Linked DNA regions of Mus musculus: regions 2 and 3 are each linked to region 1. The links are chromatin contacts, called in public Hi-C and HiChIP or PLAC-seq maps. All regions are on one chromosome and are shown on one strand. Each heading gives the region's core, a stretch centred on a gene start, on an enhancer-like site or on the middle of the called end of the contact. The rest is flanking DNA. Distances are from core to core; before and after follow the strand shown.

Region 1 (4,969 bases), core at 741-3,240:
GGGCATTGGCTCAGCTGATTGGTTGGACTAATCTAGACTGGTTTGGCTCGCTGTATCCTCTCATTCATCTCCTAGGGTAAAGGAGCAGCCACTGTCTGAGACATAGTATAGCCCTAATGTCCGAGTACCAAAACCTCAACAGAAACCAAAACACTCAATAACACAGGGTTGAGATTTGGTCTTATGCTATGTATTGTAAGTGCTGACCCGCGAGGCCTAGTTGCCCCAGAGACAAGAGAGTCCACTATGTAACCTTCTTTCTGATTGGTGAATAAAGATGGTGCGAGCCAATGGCTGGGCAGAAGAGACATGGGTGGGGCTTAGGGTCCCCGACTTGGGGTCAGAACCACAAAAGAGAGAGAGAAGTTGTTGAATGGAGAAGAAAGCTGTCATGGGATAAGAATCTTAAAATAATGGCCATGTGGGTTGGGTTGGCTAATTGGAGTTAAGAGCAGCCCAGAGGAAACATAGCAAATTGTGTATGGGATTATTGGCTGGGAAATAGATATAATAGCAAAGAAGATAGAAACCTGCCAAGCTCTTGTGCTGATTAAGGCTTGTTATAAATATGAAAGTTGTGTGAAAAAAGAAAGGTTGTGTATATCTTTTATCTGGGAACTAAATGGTCAAAGGTGGGGTAGAAACCCTTGATTAGGATTAAATATTTATATAACACACAGGAACCTTTTGCTCAAGTGCGACAAGCAATTCACTGGCCACAGAGCGTCAGGTGGCCATGCACAGCGTTATTCAACTTGTATTTCAGCAATAAACCTCTTACTGCAAACATTGCAGGGAGCCCACGCAGGGAGCCCCACACAGGGAGCCCACGCAGGGAGCCCCACACAGGGAGCCCACGCAGGGAGCCCCACACAGGGAGCCCACGCAGGGAGCCCACGCAGGGAGCCCACGCAGGGAGCCCACGCAGGGAGAGGGATTACTATATGGTATTGGCGGAAAACTCTAGAAACAAATCTAAATGTTCAGCAAGTGAAGTCCATAAAACAAAAAATACTATACTCATACAAGGAACCGCAATGAACTATGATCAATAGCTATAAAGGGAATGGGCCGCATCCACACTCAACTAACTTCTCAACTCGAAACCTGAAACTGTACTGTTGAGAGGAGAAATCAAGTTGATCGTATTGGTTACTGTAACATTTCAGTAACCTGCAAATGGGGAGAGGAGGACGGGAGAGGACGGAAAAAGAGAGAAGGAGGGAAACAGAGAGGGAGGAATTAAATCAATTTCTCGAGGCATTTTTGTTTTGTTTTGAGATCGTCTCCCTGTGTTGCCCATCCTGACCCATAGCTGTCTATCCTCTTGCCTTGGCTTTCTGAGTGCTAGGAACCATAACAGGCACACGCTACCATGCCTGGCTTGCGATGTCATTTAAAAGACACAATTCAGCCAACATGTAAAGTCCTCCACCCCCAATGCAGAAGTAAATGGATGCCTCTTTGGGACCCCAAAGTTCCTCAACGGGGAGCAGATATTAGAGATTTAGCCAAGAGAGATGATTGTGTTGAGTCACAGAAACCCCTGTCTGTAGCCGCACCCTCCTCTTCTTAGATATGACCGTCACATCCGTGGGTGTTCATCAGGGTGGTGAGTGGGTGTCGACCTTCTGAAGGCAGCTCTGAACTTTCCCAGTTCTCCAGCCAGCAGTGTAAGCTGCCATCTGTTCAGGGACACAGAGGCCCAGGTGCCAGGCATCCTCAAACCACACCCTCTGCTCTTCTTCTGGGTGGGGGTGGGGGTGTCTGAAAGCCCATTTTCTTCACGGGCTTTGAGAGCTCCTGTCCCCTGCAGCATATTACTAAATGCTCTCCGGGGAGCAAGGAGTGATAAACTTAGAAATCAGCCAGATCTCCCGCAGTGACTAAGGACTTAAAAGGAGGAAATGATTAAGGAATCACTGAGCTGTCTGAGGGACCAAGGAGTCCCTCCACCCTGAGTCACAGGGCATAAAAAGTTACATCATAGCCAGGGTTGACTTGCATAAGTGGGGATGCTGATGCCTGTCAGGGGACGGCTCTGCCAGGGGCAACACAGTAGTGGCACATGTGCCGAGGCTGCTCAACTGGACAGAGCTCTCCAAGTACCAGTGAGAAGCCTTGAAGTCACCCTCTTCCAGTGAACCTCTCTTTATGTCCTAAGAGTAAACATGACATGGCTGGCAAATGGACCGGGCAGCCCTGGGAAAAAAAGCAGCTGGTGTGGTTTTGCTGCCATCTGCCAAAGTCTGGAGTGCCCTCATTTGTCAGTCCAGTTCTCTGGCTGTCTCTGCCTTGCTGTCCTGGCAGCTAAGTAGGCTGTGACTCTCCCTCCCCCTCCTTACACAGCTCTTAGGCTCCTGCTGTCCTGCTCTTTCTGTTTCAGTCCCTTGGTTCTAGCAGTATCCTGCTGGGACTTGAATTCCCATGTCCTCTAAGCTGCACAGGGCTGGGACAGGGGGTTGGAGGTTTCTAATGTACAGATAAAGTTACTAAGGTTTCTGGCTTTAGGTGTCACCTAGAAGGCCTCCCTGATTACTTAACTCCTTTCTCCCATGGCAGTACAAGAACTGATCCCATAAAAGAACTTGTCAAAAACCAGGAGGAAAAGCAAGCTAGGCTCCCTCTGGTTCACCTCCAATAGCAGTGACTGCAGGATATCCTAAGCCTGACTCCCAGGCACTAAGGATGGAGGAAGTAATACCTACTTTAGAGAGGGGCAACAGCAAGTCAGGAAATAAAGTCAAGCTGCAGAGGCCACAGGACAATCCCTTGTCCTCCACTCCCCAAAGATGCCTCCCTAGTGAAGGTCCTTATTACCCTGCACAGCAAGTGGGACATCAGCCAGCAAGGACTTTACTAGCTCATTTTCTCTGTGCTAGCATAAGAAAGAGTGCAACTTGCTGGCTGAAATGGCAAAAGGGAAATAAAAACATGCAAGCAAAGAAGGAAGCAAAGAAGGAAGAGAGGAGGGAAGGAAGGAAGGAAGGAAGGAAGGAAGGAAGGAAGGAAGGAAGGAAGGAAGGAAGGAAGAAAGGAAGAGAGGGAACAAGGGAGGGAGGAAAGAAGGGAAGAAGGGAGGAAAGAAGGGGGGCAGGAAACACTTCATCTCAGATTCAAAAGTGCTTTTGACCCCTTGTGGCTCCAAGTCGCTCCATCATAGCAGCAACCACAGCCTTGGCTTTGCTGTGAAACTTTGCAGCCAGAAACTGGATCCACCCATCCTCTGGCCGTGGATAGACCCAGCTTTCTCACCAGCCTTGCAGGGAGAAAGTGAGAGGCCTCTACAGTTATCCACACAGAATCTCCCTTCCTTGCAACCTGTTCATCAAATCCACAACTCCTTTGGGTTTGTCTTCTAAGAAGAACCACATGGGTTTACTCCCTGCTGTCTAAAGAGCTCCACTTCCCAATGGCAAAAGCATGCAGGGTTGCTGGACAGGGTGGCCATGCAGAGGTGAGGAGCTGAGAGGGGATAGAGGGAGCTAAGATTCAATGTGGATTCTTTTCTCTACATCCCCTGCTGAGATTTCCTTGGCATCTTGGTAGCACAGGGAGGCAAAGTTCCAGCCAGGCTGAGAGTAAGGAAGAGGGATTAATGCCTGTGGTGGTCAGCTTCCCGATAGTGTAGAACACGTTGGAGTGACAGCAACTTATTCTTAAACAGCAAAGTTTGGGTTCTTAGTCTGTGATCACTTGATTCCATTCTTTTGGGGTCTGGGGTGGGATAACACATTATGCTAGGGACAGGCAGCATGCTTACTGTTCTCCCCAGGGCAGTAGGAAGTGAACTGAAGAGGCAGGACTATGGTCACAATATTCCTTTCAGGGACACAGCCCTGGTGACCTAACCTCGGCTCTACCTCCTGAAGGTTCAGCTGCCTCCAACAGCCACACAGCTGATAACCAAGGCTTAGCACGTGAGTCATCAGGGCATTTGGGATATAAGTGATAGAAATGTTTTCTCTTGGGAGTGGGTTTGCTCTTTCGAGCGCTGGCTGTTACAAAGTGACAACACTTCCTGCCTGGCTTGCCTCACACACACCAAGTTGTCTCTCTACTGTTGGCCACGTTGAAACAGTGCTAGGCCCTTGTCAGGGCTATGATCTTAGACTTCCTGACCTCCAGAATCATGAATCAAAACGAAGCCATGCTCTCGATAAACCCATCAGTCTCGGGTAATCTCTTACAACATGAAAAATGGACCAAGACAGCGCAAGGGAAAAGTCACAGGGAATTCTCTGGAATATTTTGCCCTTCCTTCAGTCTCAGCTTCCAAACTCTAGCCATTTAAAATACTACCCTTCAAAACTTTGGTCTCTTGGGCTGCTGATCAGTTGCCATGGGTCCTTGATTATCAAAAGAATAGTTTTTTCCTGTGTTTTATAACAAATTGGAAAGAGGAAAAAATTCTTTCCTTCCTTCCTTCCTTCCTTCCTTCCTTCCTTCCTTCCTCCCTCCCTCCCTCCCTCCCTCCCTCCCTCCCTCCCTCCCTCCCTCCCTCTTTCTTTCTTTCTTTCTTTCTTTCTTTCTTCCTTTTTTGAACACAAAATCCACCCCTCACAAAATAAATGTGACTGTGCACCTCTCTGGGCATCTCTGACAATGTGACCTGTCAGCTTCACATGGTGCCAGGCAGCTTTCAGGCCATGGATGTGGACTGAAGAAGCTGCTTGTAAGGACCACAGTTCTCTACTTGATGCCCACAAGGCAGCTGTCACCGCTGAGCAGTATGTGGTTCTTGGTGGCATTTGGTGAGTGGCAACAAAAGAAGTCGGTACTGGATGTACTTCTGATGTCATGGGGATAATTATACCACTCAACAGCTGCCGAAATCTATTTTTAACGTAAGTCTCAATGATATACATACGAACATGAAGGATTTTTGTAAACCTGGGAGAAAAGGAAGGAAAGGACGCATGTTTACGAGGCTCTTCAGCTTCGTTGAAGGTCACTGATGGCCACTGTT
Region 2 (4,969 bases), core at 1,100-3,599, 130 kb after region 1:
CTGTCCAGGGAGAGTCTAGGCTTTCAGCACCAGATCAAGGTTGTAGATGTGTCTGTCTGTCTGGTTTCTTGGCCTGAATAGCTACTAGGTTCTCTGCTTTTCCATTTGGCCATTGTTGAACCACCTGGCAGCACCTATCATCATAAGGCAATCTAATAATCTAATAGTGTGTGTGTGTGTGTGTGTGTGTGTGTGTGTGTGTGTGTGTGTGTTTGGTTTAGTTCCCCTGGAGAACTCTAATATACCACCCCAGCAGCACCCACCATTCACCCTTCCACCTACCACCCTGTATGTCCCCTTTCTACCCAGTGAGCACTCTGGTTGTCTTCAGAATTGCTATCCAAGCCCTCACCTCACTTCAAGTGCAGCCCTGGAGAGTACTGGAGTTGAGGACATTGGCCAATCCATTGAAAGTAGCCTCCTCCACAACCTGAAAGACACCCCCTTGTCCACCACCACTCTTTCCTCGATCACTCTGAGTAAGACATGTTGAGGACTGATGTGGAGGACCCCAGAGCCGCACTCAGGTGAGCTGAGGGGAGCACCATGCAGGTGCTCACTCTACGCTGCCTAAACTCTCACTGTGTACAGGGTTGGCCGGCCACAGAATACTACGGTCCTCCAGAGCCAGGGAACAATTCTATTTATAAAATAATGGGGATATTTTTTGCCTTGTGGAAAAAAAAAGTAATTTCCATCTTTCAGGACACGAATTGCTACAGAAATGATTCTAAGCTCAAAAACTGGGTAGGAATAGTGCTCATCAGGGAGGGGCTGAGCAGTTCCATTGCCAGGCCCAGATAGTTACTAAGTGTGAGAGACATGAGGGCCAAGGGCTCTCATGGGTGTTGTTTTGCAAACAAGGCTGCACACGGCAATGACTTGGGGAGCTTTAAAAATTCCTGTACTGGGTCTCCTCCTCAGGAATTCCGACTTTGTTGGTTGGGTTTGAGCATCGCTCAGGATCTTTTACTCTCCCCCGGTGACTCTAATACACTACAAGGTTTGAGCCCCTCTGCACAGCCAGCCTCATAACTCACGTTCCTTAACACACTTGCGGCCCTGGGTGGTTCAACCCGGCTGCTGGCATACTTAACCTTGGCTGGCCGGAGTGCGGGGCCGAATGCGGTGTGTAGATACCAGATCGTCACATCATAAACACCCCTGCCCCTCCCTCAGGCAGAAACACTGACCTGTGAGGTAGGAAGCCCTAAGGTCAGAGGGGTTTCCAAGTCTGCCTGCCTGCCCCTCAGAGCCGGTTGGCAGTATCACCAAACATCACATTCAGGCCTGAGTTTCCAGTTCTGCAAAGAGGTTTGGGAGTGGGAATTAAAAGTCACCCCTGATAGAGTTGTTCTATGGGACAGGGCAGGGAAAGGCTGCTTGCTCCAGAGGAAGCTCTCTACAGTCAACTTTTACTGATTTAAAGAAGAGGCTTGGGAAGGGCAAGGGAGGGAGCAAGAGAGGGAGGACAAGAGGGACGGAGGGAGAGAGGGACGGAGGGAGGGAGGGAGGGAGAGAGAGGGGGAGAGAGAGAGAGAGAGAGAGAGAGAGAGAGAGAGAGAGAGAGAGAGAGAGAGAGAGAGAGAGAGAGAGAGGAAAAGAACTCAGGTCTTGTGTTGGCATAGTTCCCACCCAGGTAGGCCAAGAAACCCCCTGGGAGGCTTTTGAAAACACTGTTGTCTGCACCCAGCCTGGAAAAATTAAGTGGAACTTTCTGGAGTTGAGTCATTTGGAGCCCCAGGTTTTAAACCTCTAGGGGTGTCCAGTGTGCCCTGGGGCTGAGAAATGCTGGCCTGTAAGGATACATTCCTGACTGCTGAGCTGTGCACCTTCCTAGGGAGAGGAAGATGGGCCCTTCGACTAGCCTGCGGGTTGCCCAAGGCCACTGAGTCACAGCTAGACAAACAGATGCCCTCTTTTTGGTGGAGGTGAGGGCAATAAGACAGGGTTTCTTTCTGTAGCCCTGGCTGTCCTGGAACTCATTTTGTAGACCAGGCTGGCTTCAAACTCGCAGAGATCCACACCTGCCTATGCCTTCTGAGTGCTGGGATTAAAGGTGTGAGCCATCATGCCCAGTTAACAGAAACCCTTTCCTACCACTGAGCAGGATACAGAGTGCTTCAACCTTTTGGGGGAAGTACATATTCATATAACCTAGCCTTCCAGCCTCCCTTCTGATAAAGCACACAAAGACATTTATTGTTGGGTTATTAGCAAGGGGCCAGGTAAAAACCTGGTACAGAAGGTTCATAAATACAGATAGGACTAAATAGTGCATAGTGTGGGGTATTGTGTAGACTCGGGTGATCATGATTAAGACAGCAGCTTTTTATCAGCTGAGAACTGGAACAAACTAGTTATGGTCAAGGTCTCCTTGTTCTCAGCAGCTAATAGCATGAGTCCTAGCATATACCAGAAACCGTAGCTAGTCCCAAACCTTGTGATTCAGTGTGCAGTTGTCTTACCCAGGCACAAGTCACGTACCACAGCCATAACTTTCACAGTGCGGGTTACATCAGCAAAACTAGCAGGGATCTGCGTTTCTTCACGTTGTCACAGACAAGACTCACTCTTACAGTAGATCTTGGTAACATCAACGGGTTCTTCTCCATCTCCTCATTAAGTTGAGGACTCTCGCCTTTCAGTCAATGGGAGCACTTAAAGACTTCTCTCTGGTGTATTCAAACTGCTCAGTATGATTATCCTTGTTCTTGGGTCATGATTAAATAATATACCTGTCACACAGCATGGCACTGTGGCATGTGATAGCAGGCCTGACAACTGAGATCCGTCTGCTAAGTGACCCGAGAGAAGGTAGGTGAATACAATGTGGTACCCTGGACAAAGATATGTATGAGTCATACCCTAACTGGGGAGGAGAGGGCAGCGTGAGATCTCATCGCACCACTTGGAACAGTGGGCAGCTTATTACCTATAAATCATTTATCTATGGAATTTTCCATTTAATATTTTTCAACTAATATTAGCACTGGGTAATAAAAACTGCAGAAACTATAACTTCAGACGAGGAGAAACGGCTGCATATAAACCCTTTCCCCTCCCCCCCCCCATTATTAGGGAATTAAACAGAAGAACCCAGCCCTGTGTGTACATCTGTGCTTTTACATATTTGCTGTTTGTGACCACATGGAGGTGTGAATGATAAATATAGACCAAGGGTTTTAGTAATAATTATGTCAGTTTCCACAGTATTCTTCTAACAGCCTCCAATTTTATCCATGAACGATTGTAAGAGACCCCCCAAGGTAAAGTCTCATAGAAGGGGCAGTGGGGAGGGTCTTCCCTGATATCTCCCTCTCTTCCGCACATCTCAGTCCCTGTGTGTGTATTTCTGCCCTAACCTCATGTGGCCTTGGAATCTTTGAAGGTGCTAAAGCAGACAGTACAAGAAATTAATTGAAGAGGGGGTTCCACCTAGACAGCTATGGGGCTAAGAAGAGACTTCTGTAGTCCAGGTGCCTTGGGGCCACTGACCCTCATCCACGCTCTGTAAGTAAGCCTGATAAACTCATCGGCTCCCTAGACCGGGCTTCAGCAGGCTTGTGCTTGGGCTTGTTCCTGGTGCCCCGTTAAGGAGGAGGTAGAGTTGGACCGGGAACTTGTGCACGTTCCTTTCTGTTAACGCTGCACCATCTTTGTCCTGAGAGCAGGGCAGCGCACTCTTATCATTTAAGCAGGTAATAGAAACTGAAAAGCAAGCTCTGGGCCAAGACTACCTGGATTCAAAAGTTGACTTTGCATGTAGCAGGCAACGCTGGTCAACCTCTCCTCCACTCCCTCTCCTCTTCAGTAAAGAGGAGCCCACGTTGACACTGCAATTGTTGCCCCAAATTAGTCCTGCTACACATTGTGGATAATGCCTGCAGACTAGGCAGCAGGTTAGACAACGAACGCTGCTGTAAGAGACGCTTTACTTGAGCCACCATGGCAATGTGCTGGCTGCTGGTCCCACTGCCCCTCCTGTGGTAGTATGAGAAGGTGGGACATCGCTGAGGTGATGGAAGTGGAGCCTTCATGACTGGACAAAGAGGTGAACAATGGTCCAGAGCCACCGAGCTTCCCTCTCCATGTAGACACAGCAAGAGGGCAGCTACCTGTGGACTGTGAAGCCTACCTTCATCAAGCTGTCAATCTACTGATCCCTTGACCTTACCCCACCCCCAGAACTGTGAGGGTAAACAGTTTTGTATGAGCCTCCGAGGTTGTATTGTTTTATTATAGGAGTATGCATGGGCCAAGATAGCATATATGGACTCATTTCCACATCCAGCAACCTCGCTTCTGCTAGCCAGGGAGACAGCCTAAGCATCCTCTAGCAGAGAACACTGGCTCGCTCCAGCCTGCCCAAAGCTGGTGCTTGTAATTACCTCTTGGCACAGCCTGCAGAGGACCTTAAGTAGTCTGCTATCCTTATTATCTCCTTCGGGCCCAGAATGGCTCAAGCTGGCTTTCTACCAAATGACAGCTTCCAGCCGGGACTGTGCCTCAATCTCCTGGGAAGGAATGTTCTATAAACAGAAATAGGTAATTGCACAACTGCAGCCCCAGTCAGAAATCATTCATATAGATTTGCGTCTGACCCCGTATCTTCTGGGGAGGCAGGAATGAGAATGATGAATGACCCATGATGCACACTAATTGATAGTGGAAGCTTCAGTGACGACCTGAATGCTTGCTTCCTGTGAGCTGCATGGCCTCCTGTGAGCTGCATGGCCTCCCTCCTGTGAGCTGCATGACCTCCTGTGAGCTGCATGGCCTCCTGTGAGCTGCATGGCCTCCCTCCTGTGAGCTGCATGACCTCCTGTGAGCTGCATGGCCTCCTGTGAGCTGCATGGCCTCCCTCCTGTGAGCTGCATGACCTCCTGTGAGCTGCATGGCCTCCTGCGAGCTGCATGGCTTCTGGGACAGATGCAGCAAGGTCCCTTTGAGACATCTTGCTTTCATC
Region 3 (4,969 bases), core at 934-3,433, 86 kb after region 1:
CTTGACCATACAGGTCTACCAGGTTTCTGGCCATCTTCTAATGTTTCAGTCACACTGGGACATTCCAGCCTCCCCCTCCCCACCATATCCTGACTCTGACATCTCTACTTTGTTCCAACAAAAAAATGAGTATAAAAATTATGCATTTTTTTTGCAGTGCTGGCGATGAAGCCAGAGCTTTGCCATGCAAGCCAAGCTTTCTACGACTGAGCCATGTCTCCAGCCCTTAGGCTGATGATTGAAAATCACTGTAGAAAAACTCCTGCTGTGACTACTACATTAATCCCTCATATCTGTAGTGCATAGTCCACTCTATACGTTTATTTCATGTAAATATATATAACTTTATTCATGTCAACCTTTAAAAACCATTCATTAGTGCCTCCCCCCATCCACACACATTTGAGTGAACTAAGGCTCAGAAAGGCTAAGAAATGTGACCAACATCACACAGCCAACAGAAGGAGGAGTCAGGTCCTTCCTACATCAAGAGCAGCGCTCATTCAATGATGTAAGAGTTTGTAGATTGCCTAATCAACCACACAGCCCTGGTTGAAAACTAAACATAAAGAAAGTATCTGGTTATGAAGCCAGGGTCCTCTCATCACTCCTGGCTGCCTTTCATCTTGGTGTTAAATCTGAATCTTCAGGGTCTATTCCACCTCTGGCTTCTCTGGAGCACTGCAGGTGGAGAGACTTGTGTTTGAATGAGACCAAGCTGCACCTCATTACATACCTCCAGCCTACCATTTCTCCTAGCTCCCTGATTTAATTGATCAGCCAAGCTGATGCATCCCCCAAATGCTGAACACGCACAAAGATGGTTAGAGAGGAGGCTAAAGCCATTCTCTAGAATGGCTCCTGCTACTCTCTTCCCTTCTAAGATCTCTGCATCAGAGAACTGCCACTGTGGGCCTAGTGGGAGCCCCTGAGCTTGTTACTGCCAGAGGTTACCCCACAGGAGCCAGCTCTGCGAATGACTCCAGGCCACTTGGTGGGGAATTAAGCAACAGATTCTTTATGTTACTCCTCAAAAAAAAAATATTGTCTGACCACCAGCCAGACTTTCTGAAGCCAATAAACAATACCCAAAGGCTCTCCTTGGACCCAGGTTTCCTAAATTCTGCACCTGAAAGATAATGACAGAATTCCCCGTTAGTCACTCTAGGTCTAAAGGGCCAGATGTCTGCTCCCTGAGGCTTAAGACTCCATGTTTCAGTGACTGGAAGATTCTAGAAGGTTGCGCTGATGAACCAGCCTTTCTGTATACCTCTGCTATGTGCTACTGAACCCAGACTGTTCTGGTGTGCAGGCCACGGGTGGCCCTCCCAGAGTTGAAGCATTATCCTCTGTACTGGTCCCTGAAACACTAATGGACACTGAGAATCATCAGCCTCTGCAGGTTCTCAGAGTGACACAAAACTCACTCTAGTTCAACCTATTGGGACTCATGGGACAAAGGTCGGCTCCTAATACAGACAAACATCTGTCCTCAAATGGCCTCTAACCCCATGGATCCAGAAATTGCCCTTTCTATTGATTCTGACCTAAACGTGGCAATCTGGCCATCGGGAGCACTGGACGGAGCACTGCTGTCCGGGTGTTGGCCTTACCTGGCATTCTTTATGGCACTCCTGATGCTGGGCTTCACCCATGGAAGTCTCCTCCCATAGCACATGCTAGCCCTTTGCGCTGCTGTCCACTCCCAGAAGTTCTGTCTCCAGCCTGTCCCCACTAGCCCTCCACCTTCCTCTTGAGAAAGGTCCTACAAGCTGTCCATCACATTGTCCTTATCTGTGGCTGTGATGGGGCCCCGCGGAAGGGCTGGGACAGCTGCTGTGGGTGTGACCCAGCCCTCCCATCATTCACAGGCTTTTCTTAACGCTTAACGCAACAGGAAGCAGTTGCCCGATCTCTTACGGAGAGGAAAAAGGAGTCCAGCATCTACTTTCTGCCCTCGTGGAACCAGTCTTCCTGATGCTTCTTTGCTCAGTCTCATGAAATAGAGATTCCAAGCTCTGGACAGGTTCCCAGTTCTCGGTGTTCCGAGCGCCAGATAGCAGCGACTACTACACCACATTCTCAGCGTCTCTTCCCAAGCACGGAGCTTGAGTTGAACAAGCTCCTCACAGTGAGCCAGTGAAGCAAAGGGCCCCAGCTGGGACTCGTTCCAGCCTTTTAGTAATGGGGGAGGGGGTACGGACTCTGTGGTACTTGAGGAAGGCAGATGGCACTGTTAAATGCATGAGCTGTGTGGCTATCCACACTCCCCACTCAACCCGGTCACCACTCCAGCCTACTGTAGTCCTCAGACTTTTGTGTGTTGCTGCTTCCTTTAAGCCCAGTGTTCAGACCTTCTGTTTATAGTGTCCTATTTCTTGAAGTACATCTGGGCTTCTGACATTTTTCTCATGCCTCCCTTTTCCTGGCCTGATCTAATGCCTGCCCTGTACTGATTGGCTGTGCTCATACGCAAACAGTGAGCGGGAGAGGTCGAGTACAAGGCCCGATGATGTCCATTCAGGAGGACCATTCACCTTAGGGTGAGGTTACGCCGTGAGACAGCACTATCGAGTCACCTTGGCTAAGTATCCCGGACAGTGCCAACATCCAAATGCTGCTGTGCCCGAGTCTGGCATGGGTTCACCCTCCTCACCTGCTCCACTGAAAGCTTATGTTGTTTCCAAGTAACCAACCCAGAGCAAGGTGACACGTGTCTTAAATGGAAAATCCCATCTGTGCTCTTTTTCTTATAGTTAGACAGGGTTGGTGCCAGGGCTGCTGCAGAGTCTTATGGGTAATTTTTATGCCATGGAGTTTTGACACAGATGGGCAAGTTCTACCTCTTAGGGCTTGGTTGTTTAAATACAGTCTTGAAATATTCCTTAATAACAAAGCTGGCTAGTCCAGGCACAGGGCTCCACACACCATCTTCCGGGGATCTGATCTACCTGCTGGGTACCCTCCACTTCTTAGAGAAGTTTTATGGAGCTTAGGGTTACCTCAACCTAAGGATCATTTCCCACCTGACTATAGGAAAATAAAATAGCATCCTAAGAGTTGCCCATAAGGGCAGAATTCCCCTCAGCCTTTTGCACTATTTGGCTGTCTTCACTGCAGGACCCAAAGCCACCATCCTGGGCCTGGGCCGACAGCTGTAAACAGTTCCCTGGCCGACAGAGTACTGTTTAATGTGGGCCTGACATTCAACTGGGATCCCATTTTCTTTCCTTCTCTCGCGCTGGTAGAGACACACATCATCCCACCAGAAAGGTGACAATATTTTGTGATGCATCAAGCATTTCTGAGAGGGACGGGGGTTGACTGTTCACACTTCTGGGGATGTTTGAACAGGGACTTGGTGCTGGCATTTAAGCCTGTCTGTCTGGCTTCTCAGATAGTCAAATTCCAGAGCACATAATAACGTCTGAGAGTGTCACGCCTTTGAAGCGCAGGCAGGTGTCTTCCCCGAGACACCCGGGGTTACAGGATGAAGACTGAATGGAAGAGTCTGTGCTAGCAAAACCCTGGAACCACTTGAGGGAGGGGGAGGCACAGCGATGGGGTTGATTTTATGCACCAAGTGCAAGACTGGCTATGGTACCTTATAAAGCTCTCTTCCTGTGGGGTTGGACCACCCAGGGAGGTGGGCAGCTGCCTAGTGTGACTGTCCTCCAAGTGGGGCAACTGCCCTGTTGCCCTCTTCAAAAGGATTATCCGACTGGGGTTGTTGGCTGCTCACACCCCCTGGTGGACAGTTGGGGAAGGGTCAGAACTCTCACCGGAGTATCCAGCTGCTCCTTAACACCTATTATGTGTCTTGCCGCCCTAACTGCACTTGGCCCCCGACAAGGAACTAGAGTTAAGCTAGCACAACTGAGAGGGGGTCCTTGGGGGTAGGTTGCCATCCATGGCTGTAGGGAAGCCCTCATCCCTGGTAGATAAAGGCTTTGCAGGTGTAGCGTGTTGTGGGTTGGGTACCCATACCTGTTTGTTACCTATGCTCTTTCCGGAAGCCCAGTGCATTCATTGCTTTCCCAGAGTGAACCTTGCCGATACCTTAGGAGGAGGGTAGATGCTGCTTACACCTCCCCCTAGGGAGGAATTTTAGCAACAATACCCAGCAGAATATGAGTTCTATTCACCCCAGTATCCCAAGAGGAGGCATGGACCCCACATGCATGGGGATGCTGGAGGCCCTGGAAGTGACATGTTTCAAAGGAACAACAAAAGCCCCAAGTTAGCTTAGAGAAGTGGAACTAGGGTCTGTGGATCAAAGTGACTTCATGCTTAGCAGAGACAGTGTTGCCGATCCTACACCCCAGGCCCCGCTCCCTGCAGTGCCAGGCACCTTTAAAAGGCTGCCTTCCTTAATTGGGTGCCTTCCTGCTGCTGAAGGTGACTTCTATTTAAAGGCAGGGTCTCACTATGTAGCCCAGGTGGCCTTGAACTCATGGTTCTCCTACTTGTGACTCAGATACTAAGCACGTGCCATCACACCTGACCTGTAGGTTAGACATTATCTCCCCAAGGTCCTCAAGGTGGCACCTCCATCATGTGCCATCATAAGCCCAAAGGCATGGGGTCAACTAATCACATTTGGAAACTTCTACAGCCAGGAGACAAAAGTAACTCGTTCTCTTTATAAGCTGGTGGTACCTGTCTGTCAAACCCACAGAACACCAGGTGACAGCCCCTCAGGACTTCTAGTGAACAACAGTAGCAGCATCACTCTTGTCATAGTCAGAGTTGATGACAGGCCTGGTCATGAAGGCAGTGCTACCTGGTGCCCAGACCCCCAAAGCCATCAGCCACTGCACACCCACTGCAGCGAAGATGCAGCTATAGTTTCCTTGGTTACTGGCTCCCACGCTGTGGTCACACAACTGTGCCAGAGTTAAGACCAGGGTGTACTAATAAGGGCACTCAGAATGGGGGGGGGGGGTCGGGAAGAGGTCCATTTGCCAAT

Evidence for each region. Hi-C and Micro-C count contacts between places; a contact is called where the count stands out from the background. HiChIP or PLAC-seq counts read pairs in DNA pulled down with a chosen protein or histone mark.
Region 2: a contact with region 1 is called in a FOXA1 HiChIP or PLAC-seq map of pancreatic cancer cells. The contact joins two enhancer-like sites. A contact is called at or near these places in 1 of 39 promoter capture datasets (the 3T3-L1 cell line), 1 of 15 datasets of contacts at CTCF or cohesin (the NIH/3T3 cell line), 4 of 484 Hi-C or Micro-C datasets (the 3T3-L1 cell line, 3T3-L1-derived adipocytes, cortical neurons and 1 more) and 1 of 115 datasets of contacts at active chromatin or transcription factors (pancreatic cancer cells).
Region 3: a Hi-C map of cerebral cortex shows a contact between it and region 1, with 2.6 times the contacts expected there. The contact joins two enhancer-like sites. A contact is called at or near these places in 3 of 39 promoter capture datasets (the C10 cell line and liver), 4 of 15 datasets of contacts at CTCF or cohesin (the G1E-ER4 cell line, large pre-B cells, liver and 1 more), 93 of 484 Hi-C or Micro-C datasets (the 63-12 cell line, the AtT-20 cell line, B cells and 60 more) and 10 of 115 datasets of contacts at active chromatin or transcription factors (Th17 cells, astrocytes, bone marrow-derived dendritic cells and 5 more).

What each region holds. Positions count from the first base shown.
Region 1 is chr1:181,549,967-181,554,935 of GRCm38.p6, reverse strand. No RefSeq gene overlaps it. Among named protein-coding and RNA genes, the nearest start is that of Gm32767, 12 kb to the right of the region's middle. Within about 2 kb of position 1,990, at least 113 of the 459 cell types and tissues checked have an H3K27ac peak or open chromatin away from gene starts, as enhancers often do. A contact at or near this core is called in cerebellum, cerebral cortex and pancreatic cancer cells, where this site is marked.
Region 2 is chr1:181,422,456-181,427,424 of GRCm38.p6, reverse strand. All of the region lies in intron 3 of Cnih3 (cornichon family AMPA receptor auxiliary protein 3), which reads right to left. Among named protein-coding and RNA genes, the nearest start is that of Cnih3, 72 kb to the right of the region's middle. Within about 2 kb of position 2,349, at least 31 of the 459 cell types and tissues checked have an H3K27ac peak or open chromatin away from gene starts, as enhancers often do. A contact at or near this core is called in pancreatic cancer cells, where this site is marked.
Region 3 is chr1:181,463,990-181,468,958 of GRCm38.p6, reverse strand. No RefSeq gene overlaps it. Among named protein-coding and RNA genes, the nearest start is that of Ccdc121, 45 kb to the left of the region's middle. Within about 2 kb of position 2,183, at least 32 of the 459 cell types and tissues checked have an H3K27ac peak or open chromatin away from gene starts, as enhancers often do. A contact at or near this core is called in cerebellum and cerebral cortex, where this site is marked.